Linked DNA regions of Bos taurus: region 1 is linked to region 2. The links are chromatin contacts, called in public Hi-C maps. All regions are on one chromosome and are shown on one strand. The core of a region is the stretch at or near the end of the contact, and the rest is flanking DNA. Distances in the headings are between cores, read along the strand shown.

What was found. Hi-C and Micro-C count contacts between places; a contact is called where the count stands out from the background.
Region 1: a contact with region 2 is called in a Hi-C map of an unstated tissue, with 3 times the contacts expected there. The contact joins the promoter of VEZT here to the enhancer-like site in region 2. A contact is called at or near these places in 4 of 11 Hi-C or Micro-C datasets (blastocyst, liver, skeletal muscle and 1 more).

Annotation. Positions count from the first base shown.
Region 1 is chr5:24,864,200-24,870,255 of ARS-UCD2.0, reverse strand. VEZT (vezatin, adherens junctions transmembrane protein) reads right to left here and starts at 1,297. Exons shown (of 12, transcript XM_059886849.1): 1 at 1,133-1,297. The coding sequence starts at 1,285. FGD6 (FYVE, RhoGEF and PH domain containing 6) reads left to right here and starts at 1,576. Exons shown (of 21, transcript XM_005206128.5): 1 at 1,576-1,799. The coding sequence starts at 1,784.
Region 2 is chr5:24,787,381-24,793,397 of ARS-UCD2.0, reverse strand. The region is part of intron 8 of FGD6 (FYVE, RhoGEF and PH domain containing 6); the gene reads left to right. Among named protein-coding and RNA genes, the nearest start is that of NR2C1, 30 kb to the right of the region's middle. Within about 2 kb of position 3,432, at least 9 of the 102 cell types and tissues checked have an H3K27ac peak or open chromatin away from gene starts, as enhancers often do.

The DNA.
Region 1 (6,056 bases), core at 48-2,547, 79 kb before region 2:
TCTTTCACTACTTCTCCATTCTAGCCCCATCAGACTGCTTCACATAGTGACAGTTCACACTCAAGTCCTGGAAAAATCTGCACCAGATACCTTCACACCTCCCAAGCTTGGCATACTTTGTTCTCGTTCTTCAGAATGCATTTTCTCCCTTCCACCTCTCTAAACAGACTTACAGTTCAAGACCCACCTCCAATATCCACTTACTGGGTGTAGCGTCTCCGAGTACAGACGGCAGTTTCCAAACCAATCCTCCAATGACAGTTTGCATATATTTCAACATATACCATTCTGCACTATTTATTGTCTAGCTTCTTTTTCGTAAAGAATGAGCTCTTTCTTTTCTTAAATTTCTTAAAAGCAAGTTGGATGAATGGACTTTGGTAAAGCATTCATACACATGCCTTATACAGAGGTGTGGGTTTGCGCCTGTGTCTGATAGATAAACGGCAACAGAAACACTAGAATTTTTTTTTTTCATTCAAGATGGCAGAGAACGTCTTAAAATAGTCCCCACACAAAAGCACTCTCACCAAAGCCTCGAAACAGAAGAAACAGCTACACCTAGAGCAACAGCAAAGGACAAAAGAATTAGACGCTGAGACGCCCCGGCCCTAATCACCCACAGGAGGTCCCACACACAGATCTTAAACCACGTTAGAAAACCAGCACCTGCTGCCTCCACTCGAAGAGCCACGCCTCGACAGTGAACGGTGACCTCGGGCACTTCTTGATATTGACCCCAAAAAATCAAGGACGAAAAAGGGGGAGGCTAAATCGTATGGGCGAGTACCCAAAATCCACGACTGGGCCCCGCCCCAACCAGGAGCAGTTACCCCACCCCCACACCCAGCCAAGGCGTATCCATCACCCGGGAAGGAACAAGCTGGGCTCGCGTTCACCGGCCAGGCTGGGAATTCTGGGAGGACCCAAGGCAGAGACTGGGCGAGGCAAGGGCGCCTCGGGCTACACCTGTCAGGCAGCGGCCAACAGTAGGCCCGGAAATCGACGAGATTCGGTGACCAAGACCGGCAGGAGCGTCACCCGATCCGTCGCTCCCTCGATCGCCCTCTCGCCTTCTCCCTCGTCCTTCTCAAACAAAGGCAACTCACACGCACCGCCATTTTCCCCTTACCTCAAAAACCACCTCTTCGTCAAAATCCGGTGTCATCCTTCTCCGCCATGCCACCCGCCTCAGCACGATGGGAAATGAAGGCGGGAGAACAGGCTGCACCCAAGCGTCTGCCTCTGCCAGTCCTTGTGTGCAGAAAACTACAATTCCCATCATGCCTTGTAGCTCACGCCCCTTTTTAAAGCCCGCTCATTGGAGCCGAGCTTGAGCATGTGGGCGGGAGGGCCGGGAACGGGGTAAAACTTGGGCCCTCTGATTGGAGGAGGTTGGGGCTTTTGTCCGCCTTTTACGGCCGCGACTAGCAGAGGGCGCCTGGAGCTCTGATTTTTTTTTTTTTTGGAGCTGGAGAAGGCCTCGCACTGGCGAAGCCGCGGTGAGCACTGCTCGTGCGCGCGCGTGTACGTCCGCCGGGAGCTCCGCTGCTCGGTGCTCGTGCCCGCCTGCCCGTCGCCGGCGCTCGCGCCGGGGAGCGCCGCCGGGTCCTTAGAGCCGGCAGGCAGCTCCCTTTGTGCGGCGCTCGCGCCGCGGTCCCTCCGGACGGAATGTGGGCTCTGTGGGAGTTTTTCTCTTCTTCCCAAATTCTTGAAACAATGGACTGTAAGGGGCGCGGGGATTAAGGGGGGCGAGCTGGGAAGCGACCTGCACTGGGGAATCATGACTTCTGCTGCAGGTAAGTGACGGCGCTCGAGCTGCCGCTGGAAAGTTTGTAGCGAGCGCTGCAGGTTTGGGGCTCGGAGCTGCTTTCTCCCCCGGGATAGGTTAGTAGTGTTCCCTCTGCCTTTCTCCGGGACTGCGGCAAGTGCGGAGCAGACGGTGTTTGCTGCCGGATTTTCTCGTCCCTTCGTGCCTAAGAGGGGCTCTTTGGAAATCATGTGTCTCTTGGGACCTCCCTTTAAAGGAAGACCTTGTTGGGGTCTCTTAGCTCCAGGAGAAACGGGAAATGTAAAGAGGGCATTTATTTTTCTTTCCTAAAATTTGAGCGACTTTGCCTTTGCGTATGAAAATAGTTTAGATTCCCATGTTAAGAAATCAGTTATTCTAGGAAAGGGCAGCGTTCCCGGAGTGTTGAACTTAGCCACTAGGCTGTGTGGCTTTAACCTCAGTGAGGACTGGAAACCCTGACCCTTAGTGAAGAGATTTAGACATTGTTACTGCTGTCCTGGTGGGTTTCCCCCTGTTATCTAAGAATCAGAGGAGTAGAACTGCCTGCCGATGCCAAGGTTTTTGTTCATCTCCACCCGGTTTTTCTGTGCACTTTTTTCCCCTGTGTCTACCTGGTTAGTGTACACAAAGCCTTATTTTCTGTTTACCTTCCTTGGTCCTTTCCCTTCATCCATATGGCAAAGCCAGTTGTATTACCTTTGTGTGCACTCTGAAGAATTTTATGGACAACGTTCAGAAGGAACAGTTCCTATTTTCCGAAATAATTACTGAAGTGGTATTATATTCACTTATAATAACATAGGTTAACTTTTAAGTTAGAACTTAATAATGTATTCAGTATTAAGTTTTTTTAATTTTTGTTTTTTTTTTAAATAACAATTTCGCCCACATTGAAAGCAATAAACCTTCATTATACATTTAATAGTAAAACAGTGTAAGACTTCAAAGTTACTTCTAGAATCAGCAGTTAAGTATCAGATTAAATTTTCTTAGCTTTTCTTGGCATTTGTTTTAAATTTCTGTAACTTGAAACTGTCAAACAGCACCCTGAATGTTCTGATTTGTGTTCTTTCTGAAGACTAGATATGCTAGAGGTTGTACTGCTAGGTGTAATCTGATTACAAACTAAGGAGCTGAGAAGTTAGCCAATAGGAGTAAGAAAGCAAGGAAAGCAGTGTTCCGGTAGTAGTATTTCTGAAGAAGATGTTGTGGATCTTCCCTTTTGATGTTATATGTGTGTGTAGAGGATGTCATCATATACTGAGAATTACGTTATTTATAAACTCTTCTTTCCTTACCAAAGGAAGCCTTTCCACTTACTTGAGGTGAAGTATTTTCATCCTAAATTTCTGTGCCTCAGTGTAATGAACAAGCCAAATTTAATTTAAATTTAGATTTAAAATTATTGGAGATTTTAAAATCCTTCCAGCCTGTTTTAACTCTTCCTTCCTTTGTCAAACGCATTTCAAATTCGTACCTTGGATGTGTCAACTTTCAGTTCCAGTCCCAACAGTTTATAAATGAACAGATACAGAAGCATTTAATTGATATTTAAATATGTAAACCTGATCTAGGTCTCAGTTTGGAATTGTATTATTTCATTTGAATGACCCTCAAATATTTCAGGCTATTTTTATATTTATCAACTTTACAATTAAAGAAATCCAGACATTTTTGTGGTGTTTAAAAGAGGGACACTTCCTGTGTTTAGCTGAGTTAGTTGGTTTTTAGCATAGCTGGCTGAGAAGCATTGACGACTTTTTTGTTTGCCCATCTGTTAAGATTTATTATAACTTTTTCTCATGTCTAAATGGGGAATATAGAAAAGAACTGCCCATCTTCTAACAAAATTATGTGTTCATCATTCTTACAAGCTGTTTATGATGCTCTTTGGAACAAAATTTAAATGCATTAAAACTTTAGGAACATTATTGGCAACTGGGGGAGATGTTTGTTTACACTGAACCTAATCTGTGGTATTGTTTGGGCTGGTTGGCTTAATTTAAGGACATAAGAAAAATGTAGAATATCTAAATTATATGTATTCTAAAGAAGAGCTTGCTTTGTTTTTTTTTGCATCTGTAAAAGAGTAGGCCCACATAGAGATTTTAGAATTTTTAAAATCAGTGTCTGAGAAAAAGAGAGCTAATTATAGGAATGTATTTTATACCTTTATGAACACATACAGGTCTCAGTGTACGTGCGCTGTGCTTTGCTTTTTGGCTGGTCTAGTAGCTCAAAGTGTTGCAAGTGGGCTGCAGCCATCTGTGTGTAATAGATGACGAGTGTGTTTGTAATTGTTAGAATAGTGTTACTAGTGCTTTACACTCTTACCTTATTTTTCCCTGGAGCCAAACAGCTGTGTAAATAAAAGATTTGCTGCTATGCTCTAAAAAGTTTCAAGTCTGACTGTTGATACAGTATTAACATCCAAAGGTGCTGGATTTATTGCAAGTTTGACATTGGAGCAGACCGTCTCATAATGGCTTGTTATTTTTTGATTTGTGTTTCTTTCAAAATAGAGCCACTGAAAATAATGATGAATTTCAAATATTTCTGTGCTACTGACTTAGTTGAACACTTATTCCTACTAATAATTAAGAACTTAGTAATCCTATTGAAGTTGATTCCTACAAACATATTATTATTCTATGTTTAAATGGTATTGATTTTTTTTTTTTTTTTTAAAGAAATATCTTGTTACTGAGACATAGTAAAGACTATGTGTGTGTGGCAACTCTGTCTGTTCCCAGGCCTAGTGTTCAGCACTGGGGATACAGCAGAGAGACAAAGTGTCTGCCCTCCTGGAGCTTGTCTCCTTGTGGTGAAGACAGAGGGAGGTACACCGAAGAAAAATCACACAGGGCAAAGGGCTCCGGAATCTAAGGGTTCTCCTGAAGCAGGTATCTCAGACGTATCACCTCAAAGTCATTTAGACTTTAGAGTAATCTGTTCAAATCCCCCATTTACAAGTAAGGAAACTGAGGCAACCAGTTCTGCATAAAAACACACGGTTAGGTTAGTCAGCTCTCCCAGTTACATTATTGGTTTCCTCCAAAACAGCGTTAACTAGGCCAAAGTTCACAGTTCTTTAATTCATCGAGTATGTGTTGAGCAAGTTAGGTACAGAATGCTGTGCTGTATTTGTTGGTAATCAACCATAGTTCATGTAGTTAATTGAGTTTCTGGAACAGGAAGAGATTTATGATTCTTGGAAGCAGACCCTGTACAAAACATATTTAAAGAAAAGAGTAAAGTTAATACCAAACATTAAAAAAAAAAAGATTGAACTGAAATAGCAAAAATTGATTGAGTGAATGACCCTGAAATTTCTGAACAGGCTTTAAGATTCAGTAAAAGATTAATGAGATCAGAGGTGTTTTGTTTTGTTTTTTTGGGTTTTTAGCTGTGGTAAGATAACCTAACATAAATTTAGCATCTATACTAAGTGTACAAAGCAGCAGTGGTAAGTGCATTCATACTGCTGTGCAGCCAGTCTCCAGAACTCTTTCCACATTGCAAAACTTTTTTTTTTTTTATTCCTTCAAAATGCCCAGAGGTAGGATGTTTTCAGAATGGTTACAGAAATGAAATCAGTGTGACAGTCTGCCAGTCTTCCTTATCTTGAATAAGATGGGAGGTTAGGAAGAAGCCTAGGGCAGTCATACTTTCTCTTAAGACTTTACTTAATAGGTCAAGGGTTTAATTTAATAGACCATGACACAAAGCTTTATCATTAGGGTTTGAATGGTTTTAAAATATTTTCTACCTAAAAAAGAACAAGCAAAATAATAACGTGCTTATTGAACATTTAACTGAAATTGCATGGCTTTGGGAATTTGTATTAAGGCATTTGGGAACTACCTCATATCTTTTTTTATTATAACATTATACTGAAGAATTAAATGAGAAGGCATCTGTTATCAGGTGACCTTAGTTGAAGAGGTTTGAGAAATTCTTCCTTGGTTGGTAAAAAGGAAGTAGAGCACCCTACTTTTTTTTTTCTCCTTACTTGTGTCCCTGTAATACCTTCCCGAATTGGAGTGTTGTGACTAATTTCCTTTGTTGAAAAGAAACTCACCACCAACTGAAGAATCAAAGCCTCTGTGTATCCAAGTACATAAACAGTGTCCAGCAGATGATATTTTGAAAGGTTTAAAAATATTTTTTTACCACAAGTCTTTTAAGAAATATGAGAGGGTGAAAAGTGATAGTATAGATAGAAAAACTAAAAGAACTTTAAAAAATGTGGATGTTCAGACTA
Region 2 (6,017 bases), core at 2,183-4,682:
GCATCAGGTTTGGTTTGTGAGTTCTTTCGGCATGCCCCTCTGGAACAGACTGATCAAAGTCTTAAGATAGGCCAGTGTTGCCTCAAGTGGCTATGTCCTGATGGGCTCCTGCCGAGTTCCAAGTCCAGCCTTCACTCTGCTCACCTTATTGGGTGCCCTGGTGAAGGACTGCATCAGCCCAGGAGAATTGGACTTTTTAATTTTTTTTTTAAACTTTTTGGCTGTGCCATGAGGCATGTGGGATCTTAGTTCCCTGAGCAGGGAGCAAACCATAGCTCCTGCATTAGGAAGCACTGGACTTTGGAGGAAGTCCTGAGAAATAAATGGTCTTTTTAATTCACAGAAAGGCATTGTCAGCTTTCTTAGAACATGAATTGGTGAGCCTGAGAGCCTGGAAAGGTCACTTTACTAACTTAGGGAGCTCTGGACCACATACTGAACTGAGAAGGGTTCCCAACTGAGTTCTCCATATTTGAGAAGCAGGAAAATTAGAGCAAAGACTGGAGCACTTTTTAATTAATCAGACCCTCCGAGCATCATCTCAGCTGCTTAATAAAATATGGAGCAAAAAGTGGTAACCCCTAAGTGAATGTCTTCAGTTCAGTTCAGCTGCTCAGTCATGTCTGACTCTTTGCGACCCCATGAATCGCAGCACGCCAGGCCTCCCTGTCCATCACCAACTCCCGGAGTCTACTCAAACTCACGTCCATCGAGTCGGTGATGCCATCCAGCCATCTCATCCTCTGTTGTCCCCTTCTCCTCCTGCCCCCAATCCCTCCCAGCATCAGAGTCTTTTCCAATGAGTCAACTCTTTGCATGAGGTAACTTCTTTTATTCGTTTGTCCTAGAAATAAGTTAAGGCTTTTACTGTATAGACCCAGAATCTTTTCCTTTTCATTCCCCGCCCCCCACCCCCAATGTTCTGGTACAGCTTTCTTCGGCTCTCAGCCTTCTTCACAGTCCAACTCTCACATCCATACATGACCACAGGAAAAACCATAGCCTTGACTAGACGAACCTTTGTTGGCAAAGTAATGTCTCTGCTTTTGAATATGCTATCTAGGTTGGTCACAACTTTCCTTCCAAGGAGTAAGCATCTTTTAATTTCATGGCTGCAGTCACCATCTGCAGTGATTTTGGAGCCCCCAAAAATAAAGTCTGACACGGTTTCCACTGTTTCCCCATCTATTTCCCATGAAGTGATGGGACCGGATGCCATGATCTTTGTTTTCTGAATGTTGAGCTTTAAGCCAACTTTTTCACTCTCCTCTTTCACTTTCATCAAGAGGCTTTTTAGTTCCTCTTCACTTTCTGCCATAAGGGTGGTGTCATCTGCATATCTGAGGTTATTGATATTTCTCCGGGAAGTCTTGATTCCAGCTTGTGCTTCTTCGAGCCCAGCGTTTCTCATGATGTACTCTGCATATAAGGTCAGTTTTCATTCCAATCCCAAAGAAAGCCAATGCCAAAGAATGCTCAAACTACTGCACAGTTGCACTCATCTCACACGCTAGTAAAGTAATGCTCAAAATTCTCCAAGCCAGGCTTCAGTAATACGTGAACCGTGAACTTCCAGATGTTCAAGCTGGTTTTAGAAGAGGCAGAGGAACCAGAGATCAAATGGCCAACATCTGCTGGATCATCGGAAAAGCAAGAGAGTTCCAGAATAACATCTATTTCTGCTTTATTGACTATGCCAAAGCCTTTGACTGTGTGGATCACAATAAACTGTGGAAAATCCTGAAAGAGATGGGAATACCAGACCACCTGACCTGCCTCTTGAGAAACCTATATGCAGGTCAGGAAGCAACAATTAGAACTGGACTTGGAATGTCATTTAGTCCATCATAAATTCAGGAAACATTTGCTGAATATGCAATTTTATTGCATATTCTATTAGATGCTGGTAATATAAGAGTAAATAATCAGGCTCCTGGTCCTCCTGCAATCCATAGTTTAGCATTTGTGTTTAAAGGGATACCTGACACCATAGAACCATGTTCTCAAATTTGAAACGCTCAACTTTGGAACTCTACCCTTTGTATATGCTCATTTCCTCTGTTCTTTGCCATCAACCGTTTCTGAGCAAAGCGTCCAGGAATCTGACTGGGTGCTGTTGAATTAAAAAGTCCCCGATTCTCACAGATGACTCTTCTTTAGGAAATGGTTACTATACCTCTGAATAGTTTTCTGCTTTAAGTTGCTTATTCATTGATGAGGCAATCAAGAAATGGTAAGGCTTACTAGGAGTTCATGTATTGAACACTTAGAGCTCTAACAAGATATGGTGTTTTTTAGGTTCTCATTCTTTTATGAGAACATGAAAGACTATGTCCTGATATATGAGGACAAAATTCACTTGCTTAATCCTTGAGGCTGCACATGCTAAATTAGTTTTGTGCTGCTACTGTTGGATGATGGTGATTATGGGGATTAATTAACCTTTATTAATCAAGGGTGCCACCTGGTGGCCAGAAAGTACATTTTGTGGTGCCCATGCAGACCTCACCAGCCTGTTTTTCTTTGACATAAATAACTTCAATAGCATTTGAGGCATTTTTATTACTGAAGTTTTGAAAAATTCTTTGCTTCGTTTGTTGAAAACAGGAAAGACATGGAATACTATAAATCTAACATGGCAAATCGAAATGACTCCTGTGTTCTCATTTTTTAAAATGATCGCCAGCGGGATCAGTTCAGTTCAGTTGCTCAGTCGTGTCCAACTCCACGGACTGCAACACACCAGGCTTCCCTGTCCATCACCAACACCTGGAGCTTGCTCAAATTCATGTCCATCGAGTCGGTGATGCCATCCAACCATCTCATCTTCTGTTGTCCCCTTCTCCTCCCGCCTTCAATCTTTCCCAGCATCAGGGTCTTTTCAAATGAGTCAGTTATTCGTATCAGGTGGCCAGCAGGATACTAGGACCTAAATGATATGTAGTGAACAATTCCACATGACCAATGCAGGCGTGTCTGTCTGGTCTCCCTTCCTGTGTTTCACCTGGCTTATGACAGTCACTGGGACAGCTGGTGATTTCATTGCTCCTTCCATCTGACTCAGAGGGTGATCAGTCTCCTGCTCATTCTGTAGTTAAGGCATGGAGTGATTCTTAACTGAGGGGCTCATGGTTGGGTCTTCCTAGAAAAGGTAAAAGTTCTCAAAAGGAAGATGTACTGCAATGAGATAACCTGAAAATACAGATGAATACATTAGAAAGTTGAAATTCTAAAATTCACTTCTGGAAAGCTGAATTTTGAAAGGTGAATTTTAAGTTGTTTTTTTTTTTTTAATTGGCAAGGAAAGTAAACCTAACCCCATTATCTTCTTGATTAATAGTATGATTTTGCAACAGCTTCATGGTGGGGTTTTTGCCCAGCCAATTTGTGTCTTTCCACTTTGTTCCTAAAAGTTTAGGTTGGCGAGCAGTAGCTGAACTTGAGTACAAGGGAAGAAAATGCAACTCAGAAACTTATCAGGCTCAGCATAGTGATTCTGAGGTCAGGATTTCCTAATACAGACAACCTCCAGTGACCGCTTTTGGTTTAGAGAAATGTCTCAGTTTGCATAGATATGTTTCTGTATTAACGAATAAGAATCAAAGACAAAATAGGAACTTGCTGTGAATCTGATGCTTAGGTAAATCTGCTTTCGTTCATGTGCTCTTCTGCTCCCCCAGGCTTAAAGGAACATCCCTTTTGACTAATGATGTAGCCTAAAAAGAGTACGTTTTTCTTCCTAACCCTGTCACTCTCATGGAAACATTAAATATTTGAATTCGCAAAAGATGACTTATACAGGGAATGCATTCTGATGGGGTCAGAGTGAGATTAAATTCATTTTTCATCCCTGGGTGAGGCTAAGTACAGTGTACGGTCAATATATTTTGTTAGTTTTGGAGACTTTCTTATTTGATTGGAAGAATGCTCTCCAATGTGTGTTCGGATTAGTTTGGGATCTAAATTGCTTGTGATGGCCTCTGGTGAGATAGAACTTCTGCTGTGGCTCACAGAAGCTTAGTGCTGTCTCCCACAGTATCTCACGGTGACTCACTGCCAGGGCTGGGTAGTTACAGTGTGCATGTCTAGACTCACAGGTTCTTAGATCAGTGTCTCAAAGACGTATAGTTTCAACAGCTGGGTGTGTATGTTTATGTCATCTATTAAGTTTGAAAAGCTGGCACCAATATCCAAGTTTCTCTTTGTGCCTTTTTGAGCATGACTTCATAAATCCATGGGATGAAATTATATTTGTTCCATAATATTGCTAAGTGGAGATTGCATGGTACTAACTCACTTCAGTCGTGTCTGACTCTTTGCAACCCCATGGACTGTAGCCTGCCAGGCTCCTCTGTTCATGGGATTCTCCAGGCTAGTGGAGTGGGTTACCATGCCCTCCTCCAGGAGATCTTCTTGACCCAGGGATCGAAACTGCATCTCTTAGGTCTCCTGCATTGGCAGGCGTGTTCGTTACCACTAGCGCCACCTGGGGAGCGCAAGTGGTGTGATGGTCTCTGGAACGATAGAACCTGTGCTGTGGCTCAGAGAGGCTTAATGTCATCTGCGGTATCTCCTAGTGGAGACTGGATCTGATAAAATGCATTCAGTCTTTTAATATGCCTTTCCTCTTTCCATTTCTAAGCTCCCACAGGAATTAGGATTGATTTTAGCTTTTACTGCCTTTTACCCACTAAGACAAAATCCTATATGAAAAAAATCTTTAAAAAAAAAAAATCATTAAGTATTTCTTGTCCCTTGTATGCCACGTCTCTGGCTAAGTGGTATGAGAGAAAGATGGTATCAGATGTGGGCAGGCCCTGCCCACAAGGAGCCTTGAATCTAATGAAAAAAAAAAATGATAGAAGGCATACAGTGAGTAACTGCTGTGTTATATTATTCAAAGGGAAAGAATATTTCTTTCAAATGGAAAGTTTGGTAGGGGAGGAGGAATTTGAGATGAGCCTTGATGAATTATGAGTAGAATTTTTATATGCAGAGACAGAGAAAGGATTCAGAAGAAGGGTGCATTAAAGACAAAAAGTATAGAGCCAGGGAACACATAGGAAGTGTTTAATAAATTGTGTAGAATCAAATTTTAATAAGAACAAAGGGCTGGTGTAAGGCAGTAGCAAGAAAGAAAATCAGAACAGTCAACAGGGACCATGTAGTGGGGTCTTGAAATTACAGGAAATGGGATTTGTTTTAATTTGGTAGTTAAGTCGTTCAGCATTTCTCAACTGGAAGTGTCACTTTGAAATCCAGCAATATTCCTTGGTGTTAAAGACTTATTAAATATAACCTATTGCCTTAATTTATTTTGTGTTGCAAGAGCTGCTGTGTACCATGTCGCTCATTTACAGACCATCTGGACCAGGGTTTCTTTACTGCAGCCCTGTTGACAACGCCCTAATGTTGACATTAGGATGATCCTGCGCATTTGGCAGATGTTAAGCAGCATCTCTGGCCTCTAACCCCTCAATGCCAGTGGTGTCCCCGTTCACCCAGTTGTGATCATCAGAAATATCTTCAGTCGTTTTCAAATGTCTTGGGAGGTGGGTGTGGGGCAAAGTTGCCCCCGTTTGAGAACCACTGGTCTAGACACACATATTGCATTTTTTGGGTATGTATTCTGGGCATTATTAGACTCTTAAGATTGATGAATCTGAGTCCCTTAGGCATTCAATTTATTAATGCTTGAATTTTGGAAGTAGACGTACATCTGATCTTGGGATTAAGGTATTTACTGTGTGTTGGAGTAAAAGTGTTGAGCTGGTCATCTGGAGACCTGGATTCTGATCCTGGCTGTGCCACAAAGAGGTGGGATTACTTGGGTGAGACGTGTCCTCAGTAGCCTGGTTACTCATCTCTAAAATCACCAGTGCAACCTGTAGGCTCTTTCTTAGCTCTGATTCTGTGTCCTGATTTCAAATTGACCCCAGGGCTTTATTCTTCCATTTTTAGAAAGTTAGCACAACCAGAATGAATGTGTATACTAACCAATAAGGCTGACTTATTGG